Linked DNA regions of Pan troglodytes: region 1 is linked to region 2. A link is a contact called in public HiChIP or PLAC-seq data. All regions are on one chromosome and are shown on one strand. The core of a region is the stretch at or near the end of the contact, and the rest is flanking DNA. Distances in the headings are between cores, read along the strand shown. Region 1 holds the start of SEC14L5 (SEC14 like lipid binding 5). Region 2 holds the start of GLYR1 (glyoxylate reductase 1 homolog).

Region 1 (4,586 bases), core at 141-2,640, 110 kb before region 2:
TGACGGCAGTGGCTTGGCCCCTGATACCTTTGCTTTCTATCAGGAGAGTCTAAAGTAAGGGAGCAGGTCAGCTTCAACAAGGAGAAGGAAGAAAGACTTTGTGTTTTGGTCACTGGGCCGAGGATAGGATGGTTGGACAGAGGGGTCACTGGTTAGAAGTTAAACCCACCACGTCAGCTGAGTAACTCACTAATTCCTTCTGATCTGGGAGTCTAAGGAGCTCCGTCTTCCTACCGCCATAGCTGATCTCAAGTCCCTCCAACTGTCACATGGGGGCCCAAGAATCAGGAGTCACTCACCGCCATGACCAGCTCAAACGGATACTTGTAGACTCGGACAGGAGACTGGTATCTCTGCACCATGTTCACGCTGGAGCACCAATGGAGGTCACCAGGCAGGGGTGTGCACGGAGCCTGGGGTGAGGAGTGACTGGTGAGGTTGCAGCTCCCACCTCGGGAAGCAGGGACACCACCCACCAAGTGTAAGGGGCAGCCCCTGGCCCCACCCACACAGCTCCCCAGCCTTCAAATTGAGAAGGCTGATATTACCCCCAAATTACTCCAGGCCAAGCCCCAACAGCTTCCCTGTCATTAGCCATGGCCCCAGACCACGCTCAGCCTTCCAAGAGCAGTCAGCACCCCCAAACTTTCCTCTACCCCCACCCCTTCACACTGAGGGCCCCCAGAAGCCTTACGGCCACCCACACAGACACACACACATTTGCAATTCTTACACTCCCACGGTTCTCTTCACGCATGCACCCCGCAGCTTGCCACAGACTTGCTGGCCTACAGCCCACCCCCAAGTCTCCTTGCACCTGCCCTCCCATTTTCCTCCCAGACACCCTGAAATACACACACAGCCTTCACCACATTTCACAGCACTGTCTCTATCACACACATGCACACACGCAGGTTTCCCTCCCACACGGGACTGCTTTTGCACACGCCTCCAACTTTGCACACACACCCTGAAACACGCACCTGCCCAACTCCACGCACGCAATTCCCCTGGTGTGCACAGACGTGCACACACGCACACACACCCGTGCGCACATGCAGACACACGTACACACACGTAGAGGCACTCGCACACACAGGTCCCCGCAGCTTTGCTCACCCTCGCCCTCGGGAGCCTTTGGGAATGCAGCCTAGGGGAAGTGCCCTGGAAGCCCGCCTGGCTCGCGAGCTGAGCGCTTACGGGCTCCCGCGCCCGCCTGGCCTGGAGCGCAGCGCCTGAGGCGGGGCCCGATCGCGGCTCGCTAGCCTGGTGTGTCCCGCCTTGAACACCCTGCAAAAAGGAACGCTGTGGAAGGCCGGAGGGGCGGGAGCGAGACCTGCCGGGCCGAGAGAGCTCCAGGACCCGGGACAGCGGAGATCCTGGCCTGGCCCCGCCCCTGACCGGGCCCCGCCCACGTCCCCGGCCATGGCCCCGCCCAGGTTGGCCCCGCCCCCTAACTTGTCCCGCCCCACTCTGGCCCCGCCCCAGGCGAACTCCCCCCTGGTTCTAGCCCCGCCCCTTGTTTTTAGATGTCTCTCGTTTGACCACGCCCTCAGCCCAGTCCTTTCTCTAGATTGGTCATACCTCAGGAAGTCCCCTCCCCCTTCACTGGCCCCGCCCTCCAAGGTCCTCAGCCTCTGGAATGGTCGGCCACAGGACGACCCCGCCCTAATCTAGCTCTGCCTCCAAGCGGACCCTGAGTCCGGGCCGATCCGCCCCGGACCCTGCGTCTGGCCGACAGTACTGTTTACATTTGTAGATAAGCACAGTTTACGCTTTTCTTGCTCAGATTAACCTCGCCCTCGTCCCGCTGCACTTGGGTCTGACTGGCTCCTCCACCTGTCCCCGCCCCACGGCCCGCGCATGCACCTTCGCCCACTCTGCACACCTTCACAGAGCGCCTGCTGGGGGTCAGCCCTGTCCAGGCGCTGGAGAGCCGCCGGTGAGCCACACGCACGAATCCCTGCCCTCGTGGAGTTTATACTACGGTGGGGAGACAGACACTCAATAAATAAGGCAAATATATGATGTGTGAGGTGGTGAAAAACTCTCACGAGAGAAAAATAAGCAGGAAAGGGGCTCAAGGAGCCAGCGGAGAGAAAGGACAATTTAAAACAGGTAAGAAGCCGGGCGCCATGTCTCACGCCTGTAATCCAAACACTTTAGGAGGCGGAAGCGGGAGGACCGCTTGAACCCAGGAGTTGGAGACCAACCTGGGTAACATAGCAAGACCCTATCTCTACAAAAAAATTTTTTTTTCGTTTAGGCAGGGCGCGGTGGCTCACGCCTGTAATCCCAGCACATTGAGAGGCCAAGGCGGGCAGATCAGCTGAGGTCAGGAGTTCGAGAACAGCATGGCCAATATGAGGAAACCCCGTCTCTACTAAAATACAAAATTAGCCGGGCATGGTGGCGTATACTTGTAATCCCAGCTACTCGGGAGGCTGAGGCAGGAGAATCGCTTGAATCAAGGAGGCGGAGGTTGCAATGAGCCGAGACTGCGCCATTGCACTCCAGCCTGGGCAAGAAGAACAAAGCTCGGTCGCAAAAAAAAAAAAAATTAGCCAGGCGTGTTGGCACGTGCCTGTGGTCCCAGCTCCTCAAGAGGCTGAGGCAGGGGGATCCTTTGAGCCCAGAAGTTCAAAGCTGCAGTGAGCTGTTACCTGGCCACTGCACTCCAGCCTGGGCAACAAAGCAAGACTCTGTCTCAAAATAAATAAGTAAATAAATAAATAAAACAGGGAGTAAGGGGGCCTCCCTTGGGAGAGTGACATTTGTCCATCACTCTCATTTTAACTCACACTTAACCCCTTTCAGCCCTCCCAGGACTCCCAGGGGACCAACCTTGCTCCCAGAAGTCCTGCCTTGCCACTCCTCATCTGTTTAGCCTACAAGAGCCAAGAAATTGGCTCTGGACAGTGCTGTCATCCATGTATTCACTCATTCAACATTTACTGAGCACCTACTACGTGCCAGCGTGGGGTGAATTCACCCCTTCAAGCAGGGGAAGTCAGAGGTGGCCAGGGAGATGGACAACCCCTGATATATTTAGAGTATGTCACTGCACCCTGTGAAAACCACCTCTCTGCCCTTCCTAGCCTGCATCACATTCTAATATTGCATTTATTCGTTTTATGTATCTGTGGGTTCCTGGAGGTCTCTCTCAGGAGACTGTGAGCTCCCTGAGGGCAGGGGCAGTGGCTGCCTTATTCAGCTGCCCGCATGTTGGGAAGGATCTTACTGGGGACCTGGCAGGCAGGCAGCAGGTGCCCAGCACACTCTTGGCTTGGGTAATCAAGGGCGGAAATGGGACACAAAGTTCCCATCCCTGTCGCAAGGTGGCAGCAAATGATAGCCCATGGCTCCTGGAGTAACACAAGGGTGAGTAGGTGGGGGACATGGGATCCAGGGATGACTCTCCTAACCCGGGCTCATCCAGGAAATGCCCAGCTCTGCCCAGGCATCGCCACAGAGCAAAGTGAACGTTAACACCGTTAGCTGCTGTTACCACCACGAAAGGCGTTAAGTCCGCCTCTCCTGCTGCCCAACATTGAGGGAGGACAATGACTCTGCGTGGGAGACAGAGGTGTGACAGCCCTGCGGGTACAGAGAGCTCAAAGTGGAAACTGGGGCCTGGAGGGGAGTGAGAACCCCACTCCCTCCTCCTCCAGCCCCAGGGAAGGGAATTAATAACGCCACCAACACTCACTCCAGCTTTTTTTGGGTTTTGCGGGTTTTTTTTTTTTTTTTTACATGGAGTCTTGCTCTGTCACCCAGGCTGGAGTGCAGTGGCGCAATCTCGGCTCACTACAACCTCCGCCTCCCAGGTTCAAGCGATTCTCCTGCCTCAGCCTCCCGAGTAGCTGGGATTACAGGCGCTTGCCACCACACCTGGCTAATTTTTGTATTTTCAGTAGAGACAGGTTTCATCATGTTGGCCAGGCTGGCCTCAAACTCCTGACCTCAGGTGATCCACCCGTCTCAGCCACCCAAAGTGCTGGGATTACAGACATGAGCCACCACACCTGGCCCAGTTGCCTATTATTACTGTTCTACTAATTATTCCTACCACTTGTTGACACTCCATTGGCGCTTACTATACCTAGCACCATTCTAAAGCTTTACGAACACGAATGCATTTAATCCTCAAAGCAACCCCAGAGCAATGAAAATGTCTTGGAATGTGATAGAGGTGGTGGTTGCACAACGTTGCAAATGCACGTGCCACTGAATTAGGGCCACAATATTAAAATGATTAATTTTCTGTTACGTGGCTTTCATCTCAATTAAAAGCCCATATACAGTCAAAACTATTTTAATCCTCATCTTACACGTAAGGAAACTAAGGCACAAGGCACAGAGAGACTGAATAACTTGCCCAAGGCCACACAGCTAGTAAGGAACTGAAACCCAGGACTCTCGTTCTCCAATGACTTCTTCTCCTAGAGCTGCAGCTGATGCTCCGGGAAGATGTGAATTCCAAGCCCTGAACTGCAAGATCTCCAGGCACCCTGGCTCCAGGACAAGAAGGCGCTGCAAGGATAGGCTGATTCCCCAGGGGTGCTGGGCATGAACTCAGTCCCAGG
Region 2 (4,373 bases), core at 1,301-3,800:
TGGTTTTTTTTTTTTTTTGTGAGACAGTTGCCTCACTCCTGTTGCCCAGGCTGGAGTGCAGTGGCACCATGAGAGCTCACTGCAGCCTCAACTTCCCGGACCCAGCACTTTGGGAGGCTAAGGCAGGATGATCGCTGGAGCCTAGGAGTTTAAGACCAGCCTGGACAACATGATGAGACTTCATCTGTACAAAAAAATTTTTTTAAAATTAGCCAGGTATGGTGGCACACCCCTGTAGTCTTGGCTACTAAGGAGGCTGAGGTGGGAGGATGGCTTTAGACTGGGAAGGTCCAGGCTGCAGTGAGCCGTGATCCTGCCACTGCACTCCAGCCTGGGCGACAACAGTGAAACTCCGTCTCAAACAAAAAAAAAAAAGAAAAAAACAAAGATCCCCCTTTAAAAACCTCAGTTGGTGTTACTGAGAAAATACTAGCCTTCCTTGTCCCTTGGTTATCCTCAGGAATTTTTTATTTTTTCTTACTATATATATATATATATATATATTTCTCCTTCTAAACATTGTATTTTCAAACTGGTTATTGATGAAACAGAAAAACTAAATTGTGCATTCCAACTTATAATGAGTACCCTTCCTGAATTCTTATTTTAATTGGTTTTGTTTTTGTTTTGTTTTGTTTTTTGTTTTTTTTTTCAAAATAGGCAGACCTATCATCCACGGAAATGAGAATTCTGTCTTCCCTTTTCCAAAAATTGCATTTCTTATTTTTGTTTCCTGTCTTACTGCACTGGCTAGAACTTTCAGGTTTTAGGCAATATATTCTTATTATCTAATAGTGGTAGAAATGTACCATGTTTCTGATGTTAAGGGGAATGCCTCTAGGTTTTGGTGCAATGTTCATTTGAGATTTTTTTTTCTTTTTTTTTTTTTTTTTTTTTTGGCGGGGGGACGAGTCTCGCTCGCTCTGTCGCCTAGCTGCAGTGCAGTGACATAATCTCGGCTCACTGCAACCTCCGCTTCCCGGGTTAAGCGATTCTCCTGCCTCAGCCTCCCAAGTAGCTGGGACTACAGGCATGCATCACCACGCCCGGCTAATTTTGTATTTTTAGTAGACACTGGGTTTGACTGTGTTGGCCAGGCTGGTCTCGAACTCCTGATCTCAGGTGGTCCGCCCGCCTCGGCATCCCAAAATGCTGGGATTACAGGCTTATACCACCATGCCCGGCCAAGATTCATGTTTTTATTTAAGTTATTAAAATCTCCTTCAATTCCTCACAAATTCAGAATTTTTAAACAGGAACATATGTTAAATTTTTATCAAATTATTCCCTGGAATCTTAAATACGCTTTAAAGATCACTTTGTCTTAAAAATACACACGCAGTAAATGACAGTCCGTGCAGCTAATTCTTGGTACTTCAGGGAAACTGATCTCCCAAGAAAAATCAGGCTGCGGGACGACCCAGTACGCTAAACACCGACTTGCAACCGAAATCTCTAACCACCACAATGTCTTGGGGAAATGCGTGTGGACTCGCCACCTTTGCCAGCTGGCGGTGACTCAACAAGAGCCCGACACCAAGTCTAAGTCAATCCTTAACACTGTGGAGTCTGTGATCGGGACTGGGATCTTTTGCAAAATTGTGATTCTACCTGGTCTGCTGAAGTTTGGGCCGACGCTGCGCTCAACTGCAGTTAACACTTCCCAGTTCATGGTTCACTTTTAAAGTGTCCAAACTACGCCCGGCATCTGTCTTCCTGTTGTCACAACTTTTTCAAAAGTGCAGAACTAGGGCAAGGCTAACGAGAGAGCCCGGACCCGACAACGACACGCACCTTTGTCCCCAGCGCCGACGCGGGCCGCAGACGTCCCCCCGCGGCGGTCCTCATGCCGGTCCCCGGGCGGCGGCGCAGCTAGCGGTCGGCTCCTAAGCCGTGGCTCCCAGCGGGCGGGCGGCCCGCGCCTCGGCCCATGGCCGGGTCCCCGCGCCCAGGGGAGCCTGGTGTGCCGCGCCGCGCGCCGGCCCAGGAGGAAGCGAAGAAATGCCAACTCGACGTCCGCGCAGCCACTCCGGGGACACCAGGGGGTCGGGGGAGCAGCCTCCGGTCGCCCCAGGAGAACTTGCGGCGCGGGACCCCGCGCTCAGACGGCGCCTCCGAAAGCGGCCGTCGGGAGGAGCGCTCCAAAGAACACGGGCGGCGGGAGCGGACGGGCGCGGATACCGGGGCCTCCCGGCCTGCGGCCAAGCAGAGTCGCCGGGCGCGGGAGCCCAGACCCGGCGGAGACTGAGTTCCAGGCCGCGCCGAGCTCCGTCAGGGTAGCTCACTGGCGCTGCGACGGGGCCGACCAGCGCCTCGGGCTCGGGAATGGCCCCGGGGCCCGCGCCGGACCAACGGGCGTAACGGAAGCGCCGAGAGGGGAGGGGCGCGGAGTCCAAGACCCGGGGGCGGGGCGAGCCGCGAGGCCGGCTCCCTCTCGCGCTCAGCCGGTCGCACCGTCGCCGCCGCCGCCGCCTCAGACCGCGGGCGCTTCGTTGTCACGAGCCGAAGGGAGGGGGAAGGAGCCGGGAGTCTCTGCGCTCCGGCGCGCGGAGACCGCGGCGCTCGCGTCACGTGCCCCTCGGTCGGCCAATGATCCCCGACGGGCGCGGTGACGTCAGAGAAGCGGCGTGGCCGGTGACAGCCGGCCCCCGTCACGTGGTCGGGCCCACTCCAATGGGCGGCGCCGGGGCGACTTGCTGTTCCCAGCGGCCCGTGCGTCGGCGGTGGTTGGGTGGTAAGATGGCGGCTGTGAGTCTGCGGCTCGGCGACTTGGTGTGGTGAGTACGAGCGGCCGGGCCAACCGAGACGCGCCGGGGAGCTGCCCGCCTGGGCGCGGGGTTCGCTGCCGGCCCCGGAGCTGCCTTTTTATGCGCTCCAGGTCGCGGAGAGAGGGGAAGAGAAGGTGCCGGCGCTTGCGAGCGGCGCCAGGCGGAAGGGGCAGTCTAGTCCCGGGGGACCGAGGCCGAGGGTGGCCACGGCGGGCACCGGCTTTGATCCCCGAGGCCGGCTGGGTGGGGTCTGCACTCGGGGCCCAGATACTGGCGGCCCCCGTGAAGGGAGCCGCCGGTGCCGCGAGGCTTCCCCGGACGACGGGTCCCCGGGGTCTTGCTGGGGCTTCCCGGAAAGCAGAAGCGCCGGGGACAGGACCTGCGAGTCCATCTCGCCGGTGCCATTCGGTCAAAGCCCAGGTTGCGATGCAGCCGACCTGTGCGGGCGGCTCAGCCGGGGGTGTCTAAGCCAGACTGCTGGCGTTGCCCCGCGAAGAAATGGCGGGGGGAGTTCTTTACAACCGATGGCTTGGCAGTGACCAGTGCAGGCTTGGGTGCCTCCCGCGGTCTGCTTCTGTGTCCCAGACAACCGCCCGAACCAAGACTGATTGTCGCCGCCTCCCTCGAGCTGCGTAGCTTGTTTCTCCACCCAGAGGAAGGCTTCCATTAGCATTTGTCAAAGCCAGGCAGGTCTCCTGTTGAATTAAGCCAGACTTAGGGAGGGAAAGTCTGTGTTTACAAAGGAAGCTGTCTTCCCACCCCCGTCATTAAGAAGCTCTAGACAAGTGACTTTTGACAGTTGTGTTGTTCTGTATTCCTTGTCAACAGAAGAATGGATATACGTTGTGCACATAAGTATACAATTTTGCATTTTACTTCTGAGGGTGTTGGGCCCAGCTGTGAAAGCTTTTGTTTCGGCATTTGAGGATGCCAGCGGAGATTTAGGAAAATAAATTGCGTATTGAGTGGGTTGAAGGAGATGGACTGGCTTTTCCAGGGCAAGTGTTGACTCTTTGTGTTTTCTCTAGGGGGAAACTCGGCCGATATCCTCCTTGGCCAGGAAAGGTGAGTGTCTTGCTACTAAAGGAAGATATCTGAAGTTGGGTTTGAGGAGGTGGAGAATGTAAGATGCATTCCTCTCAGTTTCTAGTATTGAGTTAAATTGGGCTCATTCAGATGGCACTTAGAATTTTTTTTCCCCTAGTATCGGTTATTTTTTAAAAGGCAATGCAGTATACACCAGATCATTAAATCTGCTCTAAACGCTTATTTCTTGATTTAGAGGAGGTTTATGAAGTTTCTTTTTTAACCCCGGAAATAATCCTAGTCTGAATTTAGCTTCATGCTTAAATGTAACAAAAGGAGAAGAAAATATAAATTATCCAGGAAGAAAGTCTAAATGTAGGTTAGTGAAAAGCCAAAGTATTTTTGTCCCAACTAAGTTTAAATCTTCTTTCCATGTTACCATATGTGCTACTCCAGTGCCTCTTTGCAGAAGTTGGCATTCCAGATTTTGCATGAGGTGATCCATCATTGCTTTCCAAATGTTGTGTTTTTATATTCTTGCTTGGAGCCCGGGAAGTGTCTTTAGATGGTCTCTTTGCA

Evidence for each region. HiChIP or PLAC-seq counts read pairs in DNA pulled down with a chosen protein or histone mark.
Region 1: an H3K4me3 HiChIP or PLAC-seq map of stem cell-derived excitatory neurons shows a contact between it and region 2, with 4 times the contacts expected there. The contact joins the promoter of SEC14L5 here to the promoter of GLYR1 in region 2. A contact is called at or near these places in 1 of 7 Hi-C or Micro-C datasets (stem cell-derived neural progenitor cells) and 1 of 1 datasets of contacts at active chromatin or transcription factors (stem cell-derived excitatory neurons).

The regions. Positions count from the first base shown.
Region 1 is chr18:7,600,837-7,605,422 of NHGRI_mPanTro3-v2.0_pri, reverse strand. SEC14L5 (SEC14 like lipid binding 5) reads right to left here and starts at 1,390. Exons shown (of 16, transcript XM_016929366.3): 1 at 1,120-1,390; 2 at 300-413. The coding sequence starts at 362.
Region 2 is chr18:7,492,929-7,497,301 of NHGRI_mPanTro3-v2.0_pri, reverse strand. It overlaps GLYR1 (glyoxylate reductase 1 homolog), which reads left to right and starts at 2,550. Exons shown (of 18, transcript XR_010152255.1): 1 at 2,550-2,777; 2 at 3,797-3,833. It overlaps UBN1 (ubinuclein 1), which reads right to left and starts at 2,367. Exons shown (of 17, transcript XM_063796595.1): 1 at 1,795-2,367.